Linked DNA regions of Athene noctua: region 2 is linked to region 1. Evidence: chromatin contacts called from public Hi-C data. All regions are on one chromosome and are shown on one strand. The core of a region is the stretch at or near the end of the contact, and the rest is flanking DNA. Distances in the headings are between cores, read along the strand shown.

What was found. Hi-C and Micro-C count contacts between places; a contact is called where the count stands out from the background.
Region 2: a contact with region 1 is called in a Hi-C map of liver, with 3 times the contacts expected there. The contact joins the promoter of NDUFA13 here to the promoter of NR2C2AP in region 1.

Annotation. Positions count from the first base shown.
Region 1 is chr27:6,687,315-6,690,014 of bAthNoc1.hap1.1, forward strand. NR2C2AP (nuclear receptor 2C2 associated protein) reads right to left here and starts at 1,367. Exons shown (of 6, transcript XM_074928023.1): 1 at 1,305-1,367; 2 at 583-629; 3 at 311-401; 4 at 95-200. The coding sequence starts at 623.
Region 2 is chr27:6,839,060-6,841,759 of bAthNoc1.hap1.1, forward strand. It overlaps NDUFA13 (NADH:ubiquinone oxidoreductase subunit A13), which reads left to right and starts at 1,332. Exons shown (of 6, transcript XM_074928133.1): 1 at 1,332-1,424.

The DNA of each region.
Region 1 (2,700 bases), core at 117-2,616:
AATACCTCTGGGCCTCACAAGAAACAGCTGCGGGATCCAGGTGCGGGTAAACTGAGGCAGAGGGGACCCCCGTGCCCCTAAACCAGGTCCTCACCTTCCAGCGTGCACAGCCGGCTGGAGAACCCCCCCTGGAACTGGATGTGGAGCTGCGAGACCTTGACGGTGCGGGGGAAGTCCAGGGTGACCCACTGGCACATGCCCTGGAGGCAGGAGTGACAGCGGGGCTCCGTCACAGCGGGGACAGCGGGGTGTCCCCAGCCCACGGCCCCCAGCCCACCCCTCTGGCTTCCCCTGTCCTCGTCCCCCCAACCTGGTCCGAGTTCCAGCACGTCTCCTCGCTCGCGTCGAACATGTGCTTCTTCCCAAACTGCTTCACGTCCCGGTTAAGCACAGAGCTCACCCTGCGGGGACACGCGCCACCATCCCGGGGACACGACGGGGACAGCCTCAGCGATGGGACGCATGTCCCCCGCAGGGCCAGGGGACGGCGTGTGACACCCAGGAGGGACCCGCTGCGGGGCAGGGGGGTGGGTGGCCGCAGCACCCCACTGCCCGCTGTCCCCTGGGGGGGCCGGGACTCACCGCGTGGCCGTGTCGGCGCAGACCAGGGGCTCCACGGGCATCGCTGCCTGCGGAGAGACGGGGTCAGCCAGGGCCAAAAACCGGAGTCACCCAGCAACAGGGACACCCGGGCAGCACTGGAGACCCCCGAACAGTACTGGGGACCCCTGGACAGTACTGGGGGCAACGCGAGAAGCAATGGAGACCCCTGGACAGCACTAGAGACCACCAGGCAACATTGGGGGCACCCAGACAGCACTGGGGGCACTCTGGCAGCATTGGGGACCCCCAAGCAATATTGGGGACACTTGAGCAGCATTGGGGACCCCTGGGCAGCATTGGGGGCACCTGGACAGCACTGAGGATCCCTGAGAAGCCTTAGGGACACCCCGGTGTTACTGGGGGCACCCACTGGGCAGCACTGGGGACCCCCGAGAAGCACTAGGGATCCTTGAGCAGCATTGGGGATCCCAGGACAGCCCTGGGGACCCCCGGACAGCATTAGAGACATCCGACCAGCACTGGGGACCCCCGAGCAGCATTGGGGACCCCCGGGCAGCACTGGGGACCCCCGAGCAGCATTGGGGACCCCCGGAGAGCACTGGGAACCCCCAGACAGCACTGGAGACCCCTGAGCAGCATTAGGGACCCCCGGGCAGCACTGAAAGAGACCGGCAGCACCGGGGCACCCCCGGTTCCCGTCCCCGCGCCCATCCCCGTCCCCTCCGGCCGCCGCCACTCACCGCCCGCCCGGCGCAGGAAGCGGCGGAGCTCCTTCCCCGGGCCTCGGCGTCCGGGAACGCCTCCCCCCGCCCCCCCGGCCCCGCCGCAGCGCTCCGCCCTCCCCTGGAGCCCGGCGGGCCGGAGCTCCCTGTACCCGCCGCCCGCAGCCCCCCCGACGAGGTGGGGGGACGACATGCAGCACCCCGGGGTCCCCCCATGCAGCGCCCCCGACCCAGCACCCTGGGTGCCGTCCCCCTGTGATTCACACACACACACCCCCCCCGCCAAGGTGTCGCCCCCCACAGCCGCTCTGACGGCCCCTGCACGGCCCTGGAGTCGGGGTACGCCCCCCCACCTCCAAAGCCCGGCTCCAGGGGGGCTCGCGGGGCGCGGGGCTGGGGCGGCCGGTGCCCTCCCGGGCCGGCTCTGTAGGTGGCACTGGCGGAGCGCGGCTGGGAGCGGCGGCGGGAGGCTGCGGGGGGGCGGAGCGCGGGGGTGAGAGGAGCCCGGCCTGCTCCGGCTTCCCTGCGCGTCCCGGCATCCCTGCGCATCCCTGCGCGTCCCGGCATCCCTGCGCGTCCCGGCTTCCCTGCGCGTCCCGGCATCCCGGCCTGCTCCGGCATCCCTGCGCATCCCAGCGCATCCCGGCATCCCTGCGCATCCCAGAATTCCAGCGTGCTCCAGCATCCCTGAGCATCCCGGCACCCCGGAGTATCCCCACAAACCGCAGCATCCTTGAACTGGAGCATCTCTGCACGCTGCAGCACCCCCCCACGCTGCAGCACCCCCACACTGCAGCACCCCCCCCGCTGGCTCATCCCTGCACACCCCCCCTCGATGAAGCCCCCAGCGCAGCGCCCGGGCAGGTCCAAACCCTCCCTGGTGCCCCTCGGGACCCCCCCCGGGCCAGGCAGGGTTGAGCTGCCCCCCCACCCCCCCCAGCCTGCGAGGGGGGACCCAGAGCAGCTGTGCCAGGAGAACTCACACACACACACACACAGAACCTGGCAGCTGCTTAAAATGACCCTCTGCCAGCACACGGTGCCGCTGCGCTTGCCCTCGGTCCTTGTGGCTGTGCCCCAGCGCTCAGCGAGGTTGCCAAGCCTTGACCCCGTGGTGGTCCCGTGGCCCCAGCTGGCCCCCGTGGCCGCCTCGCTGGGGGAGGCCGCGGCTCTCTGCAGCCGTCCCCAGGTGCCTGCGTGAGTCACAGCGGCCGCGCCGAGGCTGCCTGCGCGCAGCCACCGGCAGAAATAAAACCAGCGAGCGCTGCAGAACCATCGCCTCCCCCTCGCCGCACGGCTCTGGGGGCTCAGCCCCCGGCTGGGGCTGCGCACACGCGTGTCAGCGTGCGCACACGTGTGTGCAAACCCACGCGGTGACACACACGCGTGACGGGCTCCGTCTTCCTCCTCCTTC
Region 2 (2,700 bases), core at 82-2,581, 150 kb after region 1:
GGTGAGTGGGAGGGGGGGGGTGCTCCGAAACCAGCTTCGCCCGCGTCTCCGCGTGGCCGGATGGAGCTGTTTGATGGGATTTGCGAGGGTTTGAGTCAACAGCCCTAGAGGAGGGTAAATCGAGGGTTTATGGGGTGAAGTTGACAGACAGAAACCTCATCAAACGTGTTCCTTCCCGCTACGAGGCAGAAATAATCCCATTTATGCAACCCCCAGGCCCAGCACTCAGCACTGCGCCCATCGCCTGAGCTCGGGAGGGGGGGGCACACACCTCCCGGGGCAGCCCCCGGGACTCAGCCCCCTTCTCCAAAAAGGTTTTTTTTTGTTGGTGCATCCCCGTGGATGGAGCCTCCCTCAGCCCCGAGCTCCCCCACTCCAGCCCGGGAACCCCCAGCCCGGGGGGTCCTGCAAAGCCACCAAACCTGGTCGGAGTTAAACGCAGAAATTTGGCTTCCGAGGTGGAAGGGACGAGGGACGGGGGTTTTGTCTTTGTAAACGAGCTGACTGATCTCTCCTGCTTTTCTTCTCCCTCCCCGCACACAGCCAGGCTGGAGCAGGGAACGCGCGTAGGTGTCCTGCCACAGTCACGCCGGCTCCTTTAGGATAATTTGCCAGCAGAAAAAATCCCCAGGTAAGCGTTAAAACACTCCAAACCCAGAAACAAACCCCTGTCTGCTGAGAAACGGGGCTGAATTTCTTCCTATTCCCCTTATCCTGCGCCCTTAATCCACCCCCAAACCATAAACCCCCGTCCCCCAGATGTGGCTTTGGGGGGTTTCTCCTGCTGCGTGTGGTGGGGCTGGGGCACCTGCAGAGCCCCGAGCCGGTCCAAGTCCTGCCCTGGGTGATTTCCCACTTACCTTACATCCTCCCCCACCGAAAAAAAAAAAAACAACCTACTGCCTCCCCATGCCCTCCACACCTTCATTTTCTTGGCTCATTAGCTCCGTGAGCTTAATCGCGAGCCACCCGATCGCTTTCTGTCTTCTCAGGGCCGGGAAAACAAAGGGAGCGGGAGCTGTCCGTCAGCCCAGGCATGGGGGGGAGCCGGGGTGGCCCCCCCCGGGGGTGCAGCCTCTTCTCTGGAGCATCCTCAGAGTCTGGGGGGAACGGGGCCGACCCTGGGGCCAGTGATGGGGATGAAGGGACCACACGGAGGGTGGGGAAACGGCCCCCGGCGTGGGAACGGGGCTGGGGAGCGGGGACACCCCCCCCCCCCGGGGGGAAGCGGCAGCTTGAACCTTGGCACCGGGGGTGGGTGAGGTTTGCTCCGTGCTCTGGGCACCGAGCGAGGGACCAGGCTTTGTTTTGTCACTGGGCCAAGACGCTGCCGGAGCCCTGGATTTGTGGTTTTGCCTGGAGGTGCGGCTGGTTCCAGGCGCTTGGAGCGGGGTGGGGGGTGACCCCCGGGCTTTTCCCTCCAGGTGAGTTTCCCCGGGGGACACCGGTGAGAATCCCGAGTCCCCGTCGGGTTCAGGTCCCACCTCGGCCAACAACCGCGGGGGCAGGACGAGGCCCGGAGCCCGCGCTCGGCTCGCGGCCGCTCCTTCCCCACGAGGGTCTTTGCCCACATCTCAGCTCGATTCTCCCGAAAATTCGGTCGTAACGAAACGGGTCGGTACCGGGGGAGCCGAGCGAGTCGGTGATGCACAGGAAGACCCCGGCTCTGGGGGTGTTGGCATAACGACCCCCCCCTCGAGGATCACTCAGGATGGGGCGAGGAGCCGGAGACTCCTGCGTCTTGCTGCGGCACCCCCCAAGGACCACGGGCACCCCCGGGCTCGCCCTTCCCCGTGTCCCCCCTCCCCAGGGTGCCCTTTACACCCCACCCCCCCCATCCGGGCCCCCCCATCTGCAAAGTTATTAATTCCCGGCGGCAGCCGGGGGGATTAGAGCCGCCGATTAGGGCTTAAGACAAGAGTGACCTTGATCTGGAGCGTCCGAGGGCTGAGAGCGCCGGGGGGGGGGACGGGAAAATCCACCCCGGGGGGTGCGGGGTGCTGCGGGGGTCCCCGCGCCGGGGGGGGTGCGCAGGTAAAACGGTGGGTGCTGGCTGCGGGGGGTCTTGGGGCTGGGGGGGGGGGTGTGGACAGAGCACAGCCGGGATTTGGGGTGCAGGGGGCTGTGGGGAGGGGACACGCTGCCCAGGGCCTGGTCACTGGTGAGCGCACGCTCCAGCGTGAGCAGCATTCGTGGTGCACGCTTGCACTTTTTTTGCTGCGTGTCTGCCGGTGGGTGCAGGCTCTTCGGTGCACACTTACCGCCGCGTGCTTGCCGGCGGCTGTACGCTCGGTGCACGTTTGCCAGTGGGTTCACGCGTTTTGGTGTGAACTTGCTGGTGCACGATTAACCGTGGCTGCACTCTTGGTGCACGCTTGCTGGTCGATTCACACTTTTTGGCGCCCACTTGCCGGTGCACAATTAACCATGGGTGCAGGCCCGGTGCACGCTTGCTGGTGGATGCACACTTTTGGGTACATTCTTGCTACTTGGTGCACGTTTTTTAGTGCACACTTACCGTTGGGTGCTGGCCCGTGCTGCGCTCTTGGTGCACATTTGCCAGTGGGTTCACACTTTTTTCTTCACGCTTGCCGGTGCGTGCACACTTTTTAGTGCACGATTACCGCTGCGTGCTTGCCTATGGCTGCACACTTGGTGCACGCTTGCTGGTGAGTGCACACTTTTTGGTGTACACTTGCT